2 separate regions of the Ovis aries genome follow, and region 1 is linked to region 2. A link is a contact called in public Hi-C data. All regions are on one chromosome and are shown on one strand. Each heading gives the region's core, a stretch centred on a gene start, on an enhancer-like site or on the middle of the called end of the contact. The rest is flanking DNA. Distances are from core to core; before and after follow the strand shown. Region 1 has its middle 14 kb from the start of NUP160. Region 2 holds the start of AGBL2 (AGBL carboxypeptidase 2).

Region 1 (4,781 bases), core at 191-2,690, 100 kb before region 2:
GGCTGTGCTGGGTATTCGCTGCCATGTGTGGGCTTCTCCCAGTTGCAGCAAGTTGGGGCTATTCTTCGTTGTGGTTGGAACTTGCCAAATTCTTCACCAACGTTCTCTGAAAAAAACTTCTCAAGTCTTTCTCTTCTTTTTTAAAAATAATTTTATGTGTTGTTTTTGGCTGTGCTGGGTTTCTGTTGCTGCTCAAGCTTCTGTCCAGCTGCAGCGAGCGGGGTTTAACTCTGGTTGCTGGGGCTTCCCGCAGCAGGGGCTTCTCTTGTTGCAGAGCAAGGGCTGTAGGGCACTCGGGCTTCAATAGTTGTGGCACATGGGCTTAGTTGCTCCATGGCAGCTGGGATCTTCCCAGACCAGGGATCGCACCCATATCTCCCGCAAGGGCAGGCAGATTCTTAGCCACTGAGCCGGCAGGGAAGCCCTCTCTTCTTTATTTTAGCAATGGATTATGGAAAATGTGCGATTTTGTCTTGACATGAAAATATTTCACTGCACGGTGATCTTACCTGATGGGTTTCGTATTTTCTACATAACTGATAGAGGAACTCCTATACGATTGTCTTCCATCTTGCTATAAAGGTCAGGGGGAAAAAAGCAGCAAATTGGGAGAGAAACAGCCAGAGTAGTAACATCTGAAGGCTTTCAAAGTATGTTGGTTTTTTTCCCCTCCTTTCCAACTGTTTGTCTCCATCATCTTACAGCTCACAAAATGTAAAGGTTTCATTGTTGTTGGTATTCTTTGTAGGGTTTTTTTTTTTTTTTTTTTTTTTTCTCTCCAGATTAAAGTCCTATCTCTCCTTTGTTTCTCTAGGCAACATTTGACTTGCTCACTTCTGGCTTGATTGCATCACTGAGCTTTTCTTTTGGCTTAATTCTTTTCTCATTTCATCTAAAATGTCCTGCTTCATCTGTCCTAGTCCAGGCCCTCGGTCTGGACTCTGCCAGCACTGCCCTGTGACCTGGGTGCAGAGTTTGGTCTGTGTAATGAGTCATAGGGCCTGTGGTCAAAAAGATCTGATTTTTCTTCGGAGAATCACATCTGGAAACAACAGGTGACTTACTGCCATTCCTTGTATTTGTTCTTTCCCAAGGTTTTCTTGTCGGTTCAGGTGTACGGTTGAAGAGGCCTTAGAAGTTACAGGCTCTGAATCTTCATTTTTGTCCCTTTTTGTTCTGTTTCTATTGTTGATCCCTTTTCAGCAATTCTTTTCCTCCTGGCCAGCAGGGCACTCATTTCTTCCTCTAAATCAGTACCCTCGAGAGGAAGGGGTCCATTTCCACGACCATATCTCCTTTAGATGAGGCCGAATTCCTACCAAACTTCCTCCACTTGGAAAGAGGCCTTCTCCATCCGTGACACTCTGCTAAGTTTCGGGCCAGCAACTGCAGCTGCAAGTCCAGTTAAAGGGCGATTGTCTTCAGCCGTGATCCCTGGGCGGGGGGTGGGGGTGGGGGGGGGGTGGGGTAGGAATCCAGATGCAGGGAGCAGAGGAACAGGAAGAGGGGTGGAGGAGGAGGGGGTATTTGACTAGGAAGAGGTGGTGGAGGAGGTGGAGGCCCTGAGGATGGAAGTGCAGTGGGTGGAGGGGACCCTGGGGGAGGAGGGGGGCAGGACCCTGATGCCTGGGCAGGACCTGGGGGGGTAGTGGAGGGGTGGCTGGGGTGCAGGTGGTCCCATGACAATGCCCTGAGCAGCTGCCTGCAAGCCTGGCTCCGAAGCAGAGGAGGGCCCCAGCACAGAGTTCAGAGGACTCTCCACCAAGGCAGAGACGGGGGCATTTGGTATTCTCTGCTCTCGCGCCCTCTCTAGCTGCTCCTGCGCTGTTACCGTCCCCTCACCAGGTCCAGTCTCTGAAGCCTCGCCCGCTCCAGTGATCCTGATGTTCCCTCTTCTCTCTCTCCAGCTGCTCCTGTTCCAGTCGCTCCCTCCCTGGCCTCTCCCTTTCTCCCTTCTCCCTCTCCAATCTCGCCCTTTCCCTTCTTTCTCTCTCCAGCCTTTCCCACGCCAGCTCCTTTTATGGTTGCTGGGCTTGTAGCTGCCTTCTTTGAATTTCCAAATTGTGATGGGCCATTGTGAACTTGGGCAGGTAGTCGGGAATTTTGCCATTTCCTATGAATTCAACACTTCTAAGGCATGCATCAGGGCACTTGTGAAGACACTGGCATCTTCTTTGCTGCCAGAGTTGAGACCCTACACCTGTCTAGCGTCCCGCCCTGGGTGGAAGGTCTGAGTAGCTTGATTGTATTTCAACCCTTTAGGAACAATACAATTTATCCTGATCTGATGATGGTCCTGAATCTTCCTGCCCACCACTCCGAATGTGTTGCTGCCTGTATGATGATATATATGAACTCTGCTGAGCCCAGCAGAACCGCCAGCTGGCATCCACTTTTTACTGGCATCATCTTAAACCCTTACAGCAGCTCTTGCCTGACGGATATTGTTTAGTTTTTATTTTAAACATATCATATCACTCCCTTCTCCTCTGCAGTTTTTGCTGAAAAACCAGCTGAAAACCTTATGGGAGTTCCCTTGTATGTTATCGGTTGCTTTTCCCCTGTTGCTTTTAATATCTTCTACTTTTAATTGTTGTCATTTTGATTACAGTATGTCGTGGTGTATTCTTCTGTGGGTTTATCCTGTTTGAACTCTCTGTGTTTCCTGTGGGTGACTGTTTTCTTTCCCAGGTTAGGGAAGTTTTCAGCTATTCTCTCTTCAAATATTTTCTCAGGCCCTCTCTCTCTCTTCTCCTTCTGAGACCCCGATAATGTGGATCTTAGGGTGCTTACTGTTGGTCCAGAGGTTTCTTAAACTGTCCTCCTTTCTTTTTCTGCTCCACAATAGTGAGTTCCCCTACTCAGTCTTCCAGCTCGCTAATCTGCTGCTTCATTTACTCTACTACTGATTCCTTCCAGTGTGTTTCATTCCAGTCACTGTATATTGTTCAATTGTTTTGGCTGTTGTTTATACTTTCTCTTTGTTTAAAAAGCCTTCCAACTTATGGATCTCTGCATCCATTTTTCTCCCTAGTTCTTGGATCACCTTTACCACTGTTAGTCTGAACTCCTCCGGTAGACTGCCTATCCCCACATCCCTTGGTTTTTCTGGAGTTTTATCTTGATCCTTCATCTGAAACAGATTCCCCTGCCACCTCATTTTGGGTTAATTGTGTTTCTCAACTTTGGAGAAGCAGCCTTCCGTAGGAGACGTCCTATGGGTCCCAGCAGTGCCCTCCTCTCTCATCACCCAAGGGCCAGGGGCCAGCGGTCCCAGGGCAGTGTCTAGCCTGCATTTGCAGACTACAGTCTGCTGGATTGTAGCCTTCTTCCTTCTAGTTTCTGCCCCCTGGTGGGTGAGAGGCTGCTCTAGAAGCCTGTGTAGGCTTCCTAGTGGAGAGCTGATGCCCGCTGATGGGTGGGTGGAGCTGGGTCCTGGCCCTCTGGTAGGCAGGATGGTGTCTAGGGTCATGTCCAGAGGTGACTGTGGGATCAGGAAGTCTTTCGGCAACCTGTCTGCTAATGGGCAGAGCCGTGTTCCTGCCTGGGTAGTTGTCTGGCCTGAGGCATCCGGCTCTGAAGCCTACAGGCTGCTGAGTGGAGCCAGGTGTTGCTGCTAAGGACCCAAGCAAGATGCCTGCCTCAAGGAGAGTTCATGCAGAAGAATAACCCCCAAAATATCTGCCACCAGCTTTTGGACCCCAGCAGGAGCCACAGCTGCGCCCCACCACCCCAGGAGACCAAGACCAGGTAGGTCTGCTCCAGGCTCCTATGACATCATTGCTTTTGTCCTCGATCCCAGTGCACGTGAGATTTTGTGCAATCCCTTTAAGAGTTCAGTCTGTCTCCCCCGGCCCTGTGGCGCTCCTGCAATTAAGCCCAGCTGGCCTTCAAATCCTAATGCTCTTCCCGATGCCAGACCCTCGGGTTAGGAAGCCTCACGTGGGCCTCAGGACTCTCACTCCTGTGGGAGAGCGTCTGTAATACAATTATTCTCCAGTGGGTAGGGGTGACAAGGGGTTGATTATCATACATGTACAACCCTCCTACCATCTTGTTGCCACTTCTTTATGCCTTTAGATGTAGACAATCTGCTTCGGCAGGCTCCAGCCTTTTTTATCGATGGCTGTCCAGCAGTTAGTTGAGATTTTGGTGTGTCCATGAGAAGAGGCTAAGCTCAAGGTTTTTCCACTTCACCATTTTGAAAGAACTACTTTTTTTGGGAAAAAAAAATAAAGAAAGAAACATGACTACATTAAATAGGCATGTGGATTGTATGACACATTCTTATTTTTTAAGTATTTTTTAATTTTTCTGCTCAGCCATTTACTATGTAACAAAATTTTAAATCTTTTTTTATTTTTTTATACATTAAAAAAATTTAAGTATACATCATAGGAGTGAGAAAACGCAGTGTATGGAAAGCACTGTGATAGACAAGTACCTAAGAAATTATCATTGTCTGTTCTAAGTGGCACAAAGGTCACAGGTTGTCAATTTTGACTCAGGGAGGACATGCCAGTCCTCAAACCCTGGGAGCGCCTGGAGTGGGCTCAGTTCTGAGCTTGGAAATTAAGGAGAGATGAAGCTGAAGATCCAGCCTCTGTCTGACTTTCAGACCACAGATGCTAGAGCTTTAGTGCCAGGAAAGAGCTTGAAGGTCATTGAGCACAACACTCTCTCCTAAGTAGCTGAGACAGAGACCCTGGGGCACTCAAGTGACCTGGGGGGACTTCCCAGGTGACAAGAGGTGAGCTGGGACAGAGCCAGACCTTGAACCC
Region 2 (4,762 bases), core at 1,562-4,061:
ACTGAAGAGACGAAAAATGGCTCCAAACACATAGTTTTTTACTTTTTTGTTACTGTGTGCTGGATTTTCTTTTTTTATGTTCAGTTCAGAGTCTTAACCAGTTTTACTGTTGCCAATAAACTATAAATGTTATGAGGGAGAGCATATCAATTTGCTGGGCAAGAGCATACAAAATTCCCACATTTGTGAAATGTAGTTTTTTCTGTTTTGCCAAAAGGTGTGAGGTGGCTGAACCATTTGACCTGGCTGCCTTTATTCTCACACTGGCAAACTCAGCATGTTAGGTACATTATTGTCATCAGTCTGGACGTGTGGCTCATGACACTTGTATAGAGGACTCACCGACGAAAAGGGAAGGGTTTTTCTGCCCAATAGAGGCTGTTGTAGTTCCTAGTGTGGCGCGCTCGCTCTCGTTAACATCTTCAGAACAAGTGCAATTAAGAAGGCAGCTCTATACTCTACCTTGCTTAACTGGGATTATAGGAATTTCCTTCTGACCTCTTCCTCTTAGTCTGCCACCCCTGAAGTGCTGAGGTATACAAACTCATTCATGTTGAGCTAACAGGTGGCCACACTCTATAAATTTATAGAGTATTTCTCACAAATTCTAGAACTGATAAAGATAGCTCAGTCATTGCACATACTAGGTGACAGATATAAATTTCAGTGTATGGCGGCAGCAGCAACTGTTCATGTCTTTGAGACTTTCCCCTCACACGTGGGGGTAAATGTAATGAGCCACTGTATGTATTGCTATGTCTCCATGGTCGTACCTTGGTCCAAAGTTCACCTCCCATTTAGATGTGAATGTATTCTCCATAAAATTCCAGTATTTAAAAAAGCAGTTTACTGTTCTGTACTTTCTATTGTATCACAATCAGGTAAAAGTCACTTTAAACTGAAGAAAAAGCAAATTGTGTTTTAAAGCTGTTTGTATTTCTCCAGTTTCTGACCTTGTAAATTTGTATATATGCACTAATAAAGCCTTTTTTATACTTCTGATTGGTTATCCTTTTGCTCCTGTTTTGCCTGTTACTCCCTGAAGATGTCACCAAGACTTACTTTAAGTCAGTCGTTTTTTCTAATCAAGTACGGTATAAGGCAGATACTGAAGCTCTCAGAAGAAAGAGGAGTGTCAGGATCTTGAGCCCGTTGCAGGGTGGGAGAATGGGGTTAGAAAAACAGGACTCTGGTACCAGAAAATATGGTGTGACTTAAGTATTGGAGCTTGTGGTCTATAATATTAGCTTGTATTTAGCCTACTTAAATCCTGGAAATGACAAAATGTGGTTAATAGTCTAGAAAAAAAGGGGGGCTTTATATAGTTACAAGAGTTATATATACTCATAGTCATGTAAAGTTAACCAAAGACGACAGTAGTTAAAATTTTATTCTAGTATATTTATATGCAGCTGTCTAATCAGTGTCATGTGTGCTTGTGTGTTGGTTTTTATTTATACAAAAATCGGGGTGACCATTTTGTATATAAATTGTTTTTCTTGTCATCTGCATAGAGCACATTGACGTTGAAGCCGCTCAGTCGTGTCCGACTCTTTGCGACCCCATGGACTGTAGCCTACCAGGCTCCTCCGTCCATGGAATTTTCCAGGCAAGAGTACTGGAGTGGGTTGCCATTTCCTTCTCCAGGAGATATTCCCAACCCAGGGATGAAACCCAGGACTCCCGCATTGTAGGCAGATGCTTTACTGGCTGAGCTACCACCAAGATCCTACATTTCTGGGAAAAAGGGCTATTGACTAGTCATTAAAGCTTTTCCTTTTAACTGCCTAACAGTTAACCAGATTTCTAGGAATTGTTGACAGGGACTAAGTGACTTTGTCCCTATCCTGCCAGACCAGAAACATTTTTTTGAATTTGACAGTTTGATGGTCAAAGTGTGGGTTTTACTTTGTTTCTTGTATTTTCCAATGCAGAAGGTAATTTTTCAATTCTAGCTATGGGATGGAGGGAACATAAGGTGAAGGAGGAGAAGCAGCTCCCTTTGAGTAATACCCAATAATTTTCTTAAAGCTGTTCAGTTCAGTCGCTCAGTCTTGTCGGACTCTGCGACCCCATGAATTGCAGCACGCCAGGCCTCCCTGTCCATCACCATCTCCCGGAGTTCACTCAGACTCAACGTCCGTTGAGTCCGTGATGCCATCCAGCCATCTCATCCTCTGTCGTCCCCTTCTCCTCCTGCCCCCAATCCCTCCCAGCATCAGAGTCTTTTCCAGTTAGTCAACTCTGCTCATGAGGTGGCCAAAGTACTGGAGCTTCAGCTTTAGCATCATTCCTTCCAAAGAAATCCCAGGGCTGATCTTCAGAATGGACTGGTTGGATCTCCTTGCAGTTTTGGCTGCCCCATGGAGCATGCCTTAGCTACCCACCAGGGATCCCACCTGTGCCCTGCAATGTAAGCGCGGTCTCATCAAATCACTGGACCAGCAAGGAAAGGAACAGTGGAAGTGTTAGTCGCTCAGTCGTGTCTTGACTCTTGAGACCCCGTGGACTGCAGCCTGCCAGCCTCTGTCCATGGATTTCTATAGGCAAGAATGCTGGAATGGGTTGCCATTTCCTTCCCAGGACCGGCAAGGAAGCCCCCATCAATGCAATTTCTAATCCCCGGAATCCGGGCTGCAATACTGTAATGAAAAGAGTAACAACAAAGCCTTGGTACATCAGTCGTCCACTTTCCCCTAGTTCCCCGCTCCCCCTCGGAGGTGGGGCCTCGCTCCCGGAAGCTTCAAGCCGCCCCGCCTTCCCGCTTCCGGCTCGCGGTTGCTAGGCTACCGGCGCCCCAGCCGAAAGCTGTGGCTTGGCGAGAGCTCAGCGAGCGCGACCTCGGCCGGTACGCGGCGGGGCCTATGCCTGCGGGTGGTGACCCCCCCGCCTCACTCACGCTCCTCTGTCACGGCCGGCTCCGCGCCCAACCCCTGCTGCCCCGGACAGTCCGGGGAGCCAAGGCGATAGCACCCTTCCCTCTGGCCTCCCAGGAAATCTCTACACCCCATCCCTCGACTCTCTGGGAAACCGCCCTCCGCCACTTTCCCCTGACCGGGAAACCCAGAACCCCTGAATTCCGTTTTCGGAGCCTCTCAACTTTCTTTTCCCACCCGCCTCGAGACGACTCCGCCGGACTCCCCTCCCCTTTTCTTTCACTGTCCAGCGGCGTCCTGGTGGTGGGCATCCCCCCTCAACCCGGAGAAGAAAGCATGGAGCCGGCAGGGGTCCTGGCGCCTCGGGAGGAGGAGGTCGGAAGACTAGCCGCCCTCCCAGATTCCTCAGGTGCCCACCCGGGCCTCATGGCGGGCCCTGGTTTAGAGGGAGCGGTGCCGCGTGGGAGCTGCGGAGCGGAGGGAGGGGACGGGAGTGAATGTCGGCAGGTGACTTCAGTTGTCCTGCTCTGGTTTATTTTAGCTCCTCCTATGTAATAAACCGCCCTTTTGGAAATTGGGCAGGGGCTGTTGCTGGATGCGGATGTCACTGACTGGTCTTCAGCATAGCATGCAGAAGTAACATGTTCCCAGCATTGGAAACAGAGCTAAAGCAGGAGGTCGGTACCCACCCCTCTCCAGAAACCCAGTACTGTATTCCGGTGGCACCTTTTTCTGGCTAGAGATCTTGATCAGAAAGATAGAATCATTTGCACAAATGTCTTTCACATGGTTTGTTTTTAGAAGTTCTCAGGTATGGCGTCCTCTGCGACCATGCTTGTGTGCCTTTGTTAAAAGTCAGTATTACTCTTTTAACAGGTTGTTGTAGTAATGATTATTATGAAAACGTTTTCCTGATTGAGATGGTCTGTCCTTTCACAGACTCTTCCTGATCCCTATGAAGACTTTATGTACTATCACCTCCAGTACTATGGCTACTATAAAGGTAATATCTCATTCTGACCCAGCATCAGCATCACCTTTCCTGGGTCATTGAAGTTAAGTTGTTGGATCAACTGAGAGAGTTGTGCTTGGATAAACTAATGATGAATTTTTTGAGCAGCATTAATGAGAAGTACTTCCTTTCCTCACTGCTATGCTCTGTCACTTCTGTCCGTTTATACAGAGGTCTGTCTGTCTGTCCTTGAACCAGCACCACCCTTTCTTAATGACATGACATGGCATTAAAATAGTCTTGATATCTGGAAAGAAATATCCTCCCATATTGTCGTGTTCAGAAGTGTCTTGGCTAACCTTACCTTTTTATATAATTTTAGAATTGGCATGTGATGCTTAAAAAAAAAATGGGATTGCATTTAATCTATAGATCATACTTGACAAGAAATGAGAATTTTCCAATACTACATTCTCCAACCTATTAATAGTATTTTCTAATTCTCTAATTTACTTCAGTCCTCCTTAATGTCTTCCAATAAGATTTATAAATTGTTTTCAGGGAACTGCTTATTTATATGCTTGTATAAGTGGTATCTTAAAATTTTGATGTTCTAACTTTGTTCTTGGTATTTAGAAATAAAATTTAAGTTTTCGTATTGATTTTATTTCTATCTTGTTAAACTTTCTTATTAACTGTTTCATTTTGTAAGTGATCACTCACTTGTTGAAAACTGAATTCCCAGTTTGCCAGATTCAGCAGAGCCCTCAGGACAAAGCATCTCTCACTCTGAGTGCTCTACTCCCACTCTTGAGTACTTACCCTGACTTGGTTATATAACTGCTGATTTTTTTTCTGCCAACCCAGCCCTTCCTTTCTACATTACCATATGCCTCTCAAGTCTTCTCAACGTGAAACGGAGAAAATTATGTTT

The links. Hi-C and Micro-C count contacts between places; a contact is called where the count stands out from the background.
Region 1: a contact with region 2 is called in a Hi-C map of liver, with 2.5 times the contacts expected there. The contact joins the enhancer-like site here to the promoter of AGBL2 in region 2. A contact is called at or near these places in 5 of 16 Hi-C or Micro-C datasets (hypothalamus, liver, muscle and 2 more).

The regions. Positions count from the first base shown.
Region 1 is chr15:76,505,795-76,510,575 of ARS-UI_Ramb_v3.0, reverse strand. It overlaps the pseudogene LOC132657838. Among named protein-coding and RNA genes, the nearest start is that of NUP160, 14 kb to the right of the region's middle. Within about 2 kb of position 1,440, at least 9 of the 54 cell types and tissues checked have an H3K27ac peak or open chromatin away from gene starts, as enhancers often do. A contact at or near this core is called in hypothalamus and liver, where this site is marked.
Region 2 is chr15:76,402,547-76,407,308 of ARS-UI_Ramb_v3.0, reverse strand. It overlaps AGBL2 (AGBL carboxypeptidase 2), which reads left to right and starts at 2,811. Exons shown (of 17, transcript XM_060400103.1): 1 at 2,811-3,285; 2 at 3,418-3,553; 3 at 3,816-3,879. The coding sequence starts at 3,518. FNBP4 (formin binding protein 4) reads left to right here. Exons shown (of 17, transcript XM_004016462.6): 17 at 1-1,002. The coding sequence ends at 34.